2 separate regions of the Rattus norvegicus genome follow, and region 1 is linked to region 2. A link is a contact called in public Hi-C data. All regions are on one chromosome and are shown on one strand. The core of a region is the stretch at or near the end of the contact, and the rest is flanking DNA. Distances in the headings are between cores, read along the strand shown.

What was found. Hi-C and Micro-C count contacts between places; a contact is called where the count stands out from the background.
Region 1: a contact with region 2 is called in a Hi-C map of psoas muscle, with 3 times the contacts expected there. The contact joins the promoter of Rgma here to the enhancer-like site in region 2. A contact is called at or near these places in 3 of 12 Hi-C or Micro-C datasets (frontal cortex, prefrontal cortex and psoas muscle).

The regions. Positions count from the first base shown.
Region 1 is chr1:136,537,370-136,541,671 of GRCr8, forward strand. It overlaps Rgma (repulsive guidance molecule BMP co-receptor a), which reads left to right and starts at 1,413. Exons shown (of 4, transcript NM_001107524.1): 1 at 1,413-1,778. The coding sequence starts at 1,765.
Region 2 is chr1:136,496,341-136,500,561 of GRCr8, forward strand. No RefSeq gene overlaps it. Among named protein-coding and RNA genes, the nearest start is that of Rgma, 40 kb to the right of the region's middle. Within about 2 kb of position 1,826, at least 5 of the 93 cell types and tissues checked have an H3K27ac peak or open chromatin away from gene starts, as enhancers often do.

The sequences.
Region 1 (4,302 bases), core at 163-2,662, 41 kb after region 2:
TGGTTCCTGATCACTTAAGTATGATGAGAAGGCCACAGATAAAGGTGTAATTACACATTGATGTCAGAGCTGAGAAAAACAACCCCTGGGATTTGAGGATTGGGGATTGGGTTGGGGGAGTGTCCCCAGGCATAGGATGATGGAATATATGAAAAGGAAATGCAAACTCACTCTCTCTCTCTCTCTCTCTCTCTCTCTCTCTCTCACACACACACACACACACACACACACACACACACACACACACACACTTCCTTATTTATAGACAAGGAAACTGAGGCTCAAAAGACCTAAAAGATTTGTCCAAGGTCGGGGCTAATTATAGAAAGGGGCCAACGCCCAATCCCTTCCTGCTAAAAACACACGGAGCTTATTTATAGCTCAGTTATAGATTATCCGAATTCATTTGGCCAGTAAAATGCAGAACATTGAGTTCAAAACCGCATCCCTTAAGATCATAAATAACGATGAGGGTCTTAATACTGACGATACCTTTTCATTAAACAGAGTTCTCATCCTATCAAAATTCCAGCGCTTGGTTCAGATTAAGAGACGATCAGGTCATAACCCTGTATAAAATATCCTGGCAGCTAAAATGTTCAGTGCTAATTTGAGTGTGAGCTGCGTGTCCCGGCTGACTTCACACCCCAGCTAGAGTTTCAGACCTATACGTGGCGTTGGGGTGAGACCCAGAGATGAGCCGCTAGCGGCTGGCTGTGCTCTCCACTGTGTGTGTGAGTTGCATGAAGAATCCTTTTGAGAAGCCGGGGAGTTTCCTCTGGCAATCTATGCGAGGAGGGGGCGGGGCGGGTGTGTGCGAGGTGGGGGTGGGAGGGAGACGCTGTGACCGGAGGTTACCTCTGAAGCTGGACCGCAATGGGAGGGCGTGCGAGACAGTCTTTTTACTCCAGACTCTGCCTGTAATTTTAGTCGAGTGTATTCGCGCACTCTACATGCAATATACATATTATTTATTTTTTCCAATAAGATTCTTAAACAAGAGTAAAATCCTTATAGAAAAAAGGTGGGTCTCGGCAGATGTCAATATTTATCCACGATTAGAAACCTCTAACCACCGTAGGCCCCCAGGTTGAAAACGTGGATTCCAAGCCATCTTGCCCAGGGTTAGGAAAGTTGAATACGTTAGCGGGAGGGAGGGTCGCTGCACTTGCTGCTCCCACCTTGGGATCGTGAGCCCGCGGGGAAGTGTGCGCTTTTTGGCAGGCACACCCCCAGGTCCTCACACACCCACTAGCGCGGATCAGCAAGGGTGGGACCGCGACGGGGCGGAGCCTTTGGAACCCAGACCCCACCTCTCCCGCCCCTCCCTCCGCCCCGCCCGCGCTCGCCCCCCGCCCGCTCCCGGGGCGCCGGGCCCGCCCCCTCCCTGCCGCGCGCAAACGAACCTCGCGACGCCGCGCTCAGCGGTGGCGGTGGCGGCGACAGGCCGGGCGAGGCAGCAGGTTAGCCCGGGCCGCCCTACTCTGCAGGCTTCTCGGAAGTACAAGCTGCGCCGCCCGAGCCCTGCGCCCGGGAAGCACTGGCCAGCGGGCCGCTCCTGAGGCCCGCTCCTCCAGGCGCTCGCAGGCATGCAGCCGGGGAGCAGGCGGAGTGCCCCGGGCCGCTACTGAGTCCGCGGAGCTGAGGGGATCAGCTCCAGCCGTGCCCCTCCCACCTCACCCAGGGCCCCACGAGCGACCGCCCTACACCTGGTCTTCGCGCGCAGCCCCGCCAGTGCCAACCCCCCGCGGGCTGGAGGGGCTCATGCAGCCGCCAAGGTAAGCGTGGACCGAGGGGCACGGGGTCCTGAGGTCCCCAAGGCGCTGCGGACACTTGCGCTCAGCCACCTCATGATCAGTGACTCCTCAACCCGGTGTCTCATCTCACACACTTAGGTCTTTGCCTCAGATGAATCGCCTTCGCTCTTGGCAGCAGGAAAGTTTTGTGGTTTGGTGGTTTTTTTTCTTTTTTTTTTCCCCCTAAAATGCTGCCCTGCGGGCAGCAGGCGTTGCGCGTGGCTGGACAGACTCGGTGCCTGTCCCACCCGCTGTGTACCGGCCTGGAGCTCTCTCCTGCGCGGCCACCTCCTCCTAGGGCGAGAGCCCCCTCGACCCACAGAGCTCTTGACACATCTGGTCATCCCTCTCACCCACCCTGAAGCCCGATTCGCTCGCTTCATCCAGGCCAGGATTGCAGAGGCTAGAAATGAACGCACCTGCCGGGGGTTGCGGGGTGTCGACATTGTACAGTGTGAGTGACCCTTGTCTAGGAGCGTCCGGTGTGCCAGACTTGGGGTGGGTGCTAAGGGGTGAGAGTCCCAAAAGGTCCGACGTTCCTAAGAGGAAGGCAAGGCACCGCGAGGACTCAGCGCCTGACTTGAGCCATGGCTCATCCCTGAGTATAACTAGGGAAGAGGGACAGGTGTATTGGGGGGCCGGTGCAAATATGAAAGACGCTTGGATGCAACTCTCGATTGCATCTTATTAAAGTATAGTTGCATTAGATTTTCTCGGGGGGAGAGTCAATTTCCCGAGACTGAGATTTTAATGGGAGCCTGTGTGCTGTTATTATGTGGTGTGGTTTCGGAAGGCGTTGGATTGTATTTATTTTATAAATTGGGTGTCTTGAGGCGGATGGATTCGGGGAAATATCGCCATCTAGCGGAAATGGTGATCTGTACCTTCCTCGCAAGCCGAAAAGTTGGGCGTCCTCAAAGTTCGCCTGAGATGCAGAGATGGGAACTAGCCAACCCGTCTCCAGAAAGACTAGTTCTCAAGTGCTCCTTACCATCCTGTAGAGCCTCGATGCCTGGGGCTTAGCTCCAGGGACCGAATGGCGAATTGTATTAGAGTCAAGACCTCACCTCCAGGACTTCCATTCCCCTCTTTGTGTAGTTTTGGGTTCTCCTAGCAAAACTGTCACTTGCCTTTGTCGTCCGCCACCCCCTACGCCCGCATCTGGTTCAGGGATCGGGCAAGCCTGTATGGTCACTTTACTACTCTCTAGTTCATCTGTAACTACATAGATGATTTGTGAGGTTAATGTTGAGCCCTGACTCTTAGAAAAGAGACTGGGTGCTCAAGTGTACTCTTAAGGGTAGCTGAAAAACTGGGGGGGGGGGGGACGCAGTGCCATCTGCACTGGAAGGGAACAGTGTACCCCCAAACGGCCTCCTCCTTTTTTTTTTTTTCACACACAAGGGGGAGAATTTCTGCTGTTCAAGCAAGCCTACTTCTCTGGACTGAATGACTGCCAGGATGGCGTGCAGATGGACAAAGGCTCTGGGTGGGGCACCTACACATCCAGGCGCGATGCACATTTTTTATGGCTGGATTGTGCTGCCACCTTCCAGGCCCGCTGAGGCTAGCAGGGAATGAGTTCTGTCTGTGTGAAGGGCACTCTGGCTCCTTGGAGAGCATTGTGGCTTTCTGCCTGTGCTAAAGCGAATTCCCTGAGAGGCTCCTGGGCTGCGGTGGTAGTAAGCAGGGTTCCAGCTTCCTTTTTCTTTCCTCTTCCTGTAAGTCTTATGTATCCCGGGCTGCTACTGACTTTTTATGTAACCAAAAATGACCTTGACCTTCTGGTTCTATCTCATCTAATAGATGCATTGTTGGGAATCGAACCCAAGGCTTTGTGCGTGCTAGGCAAGCACTTTACCAGCTGAGCCACATCCCCAATTCCCAACCTCCTCTTTTTTTTTTTTTTTTTCTTTTTTTCAGAGCTGGGGACCGAACCCAGGGCCTTGCGCTTTCTAGGCAAGTGCTCTACCACTGAGCTAAATCCCCAACCCCCCCAACCTCCTCTTTTCCAAAAACCCTGCCCCTTCATTTCCTTCCCAGATGAAGATCGGTGCTCTCACTCCTAATACACATGTAACCTATCTGTGCCCCTCCATTCTACTCCATCTTGGTTCTGTCTCTCCACTCGCATGTATTAGTTTAATAATCATGAGAAAGGGGGGCCCTAGACCTGTTTGGCATCTTAAAAAGGAGGGAACATTTGGCTTTCATTGCTGCCTGCCCAGGATGCAGGCTGATACAGAAGGAAGACTTGGAGGCTCCTATTTAATGTGGTTCCCGAGTCTGCTCTACTGCAGCCTTTGGTAGCCCAAGTTCAAAATTAAAGACATAGATGCTGCACATCTCTGACACCAAAACAGGGAGTGATCAGGCCAGGATGCTCGCTGCTACCTGGAAGCAGGTTGGCATTTTCATTTCCTGGAAAAGAAAGGATTCCAGAGATATGTAGGGGCGTGGCCACAGTGCTGAGTCTAAGGCAGCAGTGCTCAACCTGTGGGTGTCA
Region 2 (4,221 bases), core at 576-3,075:
ACTCCACATATTAAGGATATCATAGAGCAGACACAGATCCTGCCCGAGCACCAGGGAAGCACCTGTTCCGTTGCCAAGGCCACCTGGAATTCTAAAACAACCCTCATAATAGTACTTTCCTCATTTCCCTCTCTCTTGTTACAAAAGAATAAACAGGGTTCTAAAAAATAAAAAATAAATAAATCAAATGATTGATCACACAACTAGAAAATTCTGGATCCAGGTTTGAACCTTACCCGATTTCACTTACTTCTATGCCATTACTCTCTGCCAGAAACAGCCCCAAGAAGCCATGTTAGGAGATGCATACGTAATTGGAAGGAGAACCTTGCCTGTGTTCCCTCCAGCACCCGCCCACCTGATCATGATCAGACATGCTTCCTCATTTCAAGGTAGCCCTCTCCGCCCTTTGACAGACAGGTGCTCATTCTCCAAATGACAGTTGCTCCAGGGATCCAGGAACCTCAGTTTGTCATTGTAAGCGATCTGGGGTGGGGGGTGGGGATGGGGGAAGGAGCTGCACGATAGCTCAAGGCACAGTTGGGGTCCAAGTGTCTATCAGTGCAGCCATTCTCACGGTGATCCACAGAGCCATATGCCGTGTGAGCCAGCAGATGACACCGCACTGGCTTCCACCCTTACAGACCTGCCACACAGATAGACCAATAGCCAGAAGTAGGCGTGGCATCAGCCCTATCCCAGAGGAAAACAGAAAGCCATGCCTTCCCTCTTCCCGTACTGGATGGAGGACTGCCTTTCTCATAAGAGGAACGCAGCAAGGCCTGTGAGCCAGAGGGTTCGGCACAGGCTGTGTAGAAGAAGAAAAGTGGGCTTTGGTTGACCTTGAAACTGAATTATTGAAGTGACTAGATTTTTCCTAACTCAGAGGTTGCTGAGATCTGCAAAAGAAGGCGGCCTTCACAGCTCTGCCACGTGGCATGGGAGTTGTCGGTCAGCAGGCTGGTAGGAGGGCCAGTAGGGCCGGCAGGATTTGTCATTTCTAATCTTTTTTGTTGTGATTTTCTCTACAAGCATGGATTGCTTTTACAAATAAGAAGAAAGGTTAGGATTCGCCCTGACTACTAGGGGTTGTATGGAAAGGAAAAAGCCTGCCATTTATGGGAAGCCAGGACCCAATTGTGATGTCTCCTCTAAAGACAGCTTGGACTTATCACTGCACATCCTTCGCACCCGCCAACCCCATAAACATGCCAGCTACAAATCACATTAATAACGCTCGGAGGAAAGGACAGCTTTCCTCTGGGAGCAGATGCACAGGGACCACTGATTTCCAGCTTTGGGGGATGGAGTCCCATTCCAAGTGAGGATAACACACCTGTCTTTATATAAAGAGGCAGTCAGTGTCCGGCAGCCCTGATTCACGCACTGTCCTGGATTTTCCTATTCAATGCTAAGTCTAGCTCAGAAAGAATAGCCTATAACCGGAATCGTCCATAAATAATGAGGACCTGAGATTGTCTCAGATTCAAATACATAAGCTCATGATCTCAGCAGACTCCTGGATCATCACAGATGTTCTGCCCTAAAAAGGCAAGTTTGAGGCTCTGGGGCAGTGGAGGATGGATAAAGGCTTTAAAAGAAACTTGATCCCTGAGAACCACAGTGAAACCAGCCAGTGGGCCCCAGCACTAGAGACAAATCCAAGGCCAGTGGTCTCAGGAAGACTGCTCTCTGAGGTCAATTAAGGTCATCCCAACTCCTTGGCAGGACCCAAACTGAAGGAAGCCCAGGGATCTTTTCTCTGTCAGCACTCAGGAGACAAGAGCCTGGAGCCAAGCCCCAAAGCTATCAGCAAGCAGTTCTTTGCCAAAGGCTGGTCACCTTCCAAGGCAAGGCCCAGGGACAGGTGGCTATGAGCACAGCCTCTCTCCAAGCTTCATCTCCACGGGCATCCTGTTTTTCAACATCCCCAAACAGGGCTTTCCAGAGAAGTCATGAGGCCCAAGTGACCCCTGATTTCAAAGGCTGCAGGGAGAGAGTGGTACAACTCTTCCCTGTGTATTCTTTGCCATAAGTGGTAACACCGTCCCCACAGCCATGAGCTAAGAGGTGGATGGGCCTTTCACAAGCCATCAAGTGATGGATCTGCTAGCCAGCAGTGCAGCATGCATTCTCTGCACACAGACTTCCCTAAACTAACGGAAGGGCTCTGTGTGGACTAATAGCCTTAGGCAGTAGTTAGACTACCAGAGAGGTTCCTCCACAAATATAAGAAGGCTTACCCATGTCAGCTCCTGTCCCTTGCCACATCCCATCCTGTAGCCACCTATGTTCCCAGTCTCTTGTGTCTTTTCTTAGTCCCAAAAACTACACACCCCATGCTTTGCAACATCCTTCTAGAACCACATCAATTTTTCTGAAAGTTGGCCATCCAAATCACATTTTACTGGACCTCCTGCATGCTCTCTACTAGCCAAAGCATGCTGTCCACATGGCCTCCTGCGAGCATCTTAGCCTATGACATCGGCCTCTCAATGCTGCCTCTAGAGCCCCAGTGCAGCCCAAGCAGACTCTGACCAGACGACAGAATCAAGAAACCCCAACCTTGTAGACACATCTCTCTCTCTTTTTTAATAGCCATTCATAGCAAGAGTTCTGAAACCACCCTCTCTACATTCTACATGGTGTTTCATACCCTGGTTCTCTCTCCACCCTCCTAGCTCTTGAAATTGCACCCAATACCCCACACATCAATCAAAGAAGACACAACTATCGTGCACTTTGGTCCATTGCAAACCTGATCAGCTCTGGTAAAAAGCTAGCATTTTACATAAAGTGGAAATAGGCCACAGTGCAGAGAGCACAGTATGGTGTGGTTTCCTGACGGGCAAAAGAACTTCAGGGAAATGGTTCTTACACTCACAGATGACGCTCTAGCTATTTCCCAAGGTCCCCTTTGTCGAGTCATAAAGATGACCGTTTACGGTCGGGTTGGCTGACACCTTCCTCATCCAGCTCTCCCTCGACGAGCAACTGACAGCACATCTAACGAAGGTTTGCTGAGTGAGAGCCTCCTTTAGAGACAAAATGAGATTTGTCTCTAAAACTTTCAGCTTTGCTAAAAAAGTATTCTCTGCTTCACAATCAGGGTATTCTTTTTTTTTTTCTTTTTTTAAGATAAATTTTGCTCCAGTCTTCCTGCAGGATCCCACTGGGTGAAAACGTACATAGGGAAATAAAACCTTCCCTCACTGGCCTCACGGATCTTCTGAAAGCTTTTGTCTCCAGCTGGCTCAGGAGAGAGTACTCATTAGATGCAGCGCGCAAACTCTGTCTCTCGGAGGCCCAGCGTCAGGGCACGCTGCAATCCATCACCCCCAGGAACCTGTCCAAGCTGAGAACCAGAGGCTGGAGGAAGCACGCATACCCACGAGTCCTCCTCCCTGTGAAGCTCTCCTAGCCAACGGAGCAGGACAGCTTGCCAACCCTTCTGAGGCCCGATTTCATTATGGGCAAATTCCTTACTAGGATCCATTGAGAATATTAAAGACAAGCCACCTAAACGTGTTCAGAGGAGACTCCTCGAGTGCATTTCATCCAGCTATGCAGGGACTGGTTAAGATAGGTAGACTGCCATGTGGATCTGACAGGAGAGACGGAAGAACAGACAGGTAAGAGACGTGTCACGAGACGTGCCAGGCTGGGTGGCGTGAAAATTCTCCGCTTTGTTGCCCAGTGCACAGCATCAGGTCTCAAAACAATAAGCCAACAAGTCCCCTGAAGAGGACATTTAAAAACACAGATTCCTGAACCCAGACGGAATCTAAGACTATATTCTCAACCATATGCATTTCTGTGTGTATTATACACTGTATGTGCATTATGTGTGCCAGTTTGCATGTGTTTGGGCACACGTATGTACACGCATATGAGCCTTTCCAATTGCTCCTAGAGAGGCAGGTTCTCTCACATGAGTCTAGAGCACAGCAGCACAGCTAGTCTTGCTAACCATGTAGCTCCAGAGAGCCTTTGTCTCTCCACCTCCCAAACATAGAGAATGTAGGCCGGCCCTCTTGCCAAGTTTATGCGGTGCCAGAGGTCGAACCCAGTGTTTCCCACAAGCTAAGTAAGCATTCTACCACCTAAGCTAAATCCCCAGTCCAGATCACATAGCATGCATCTTCAATAAGAGCCCTGGCTGTAGGAGTCCCTCGGGCTGCACTGCTACAGGGAGGGAAGAGCATCGGTGGCTACAAGATC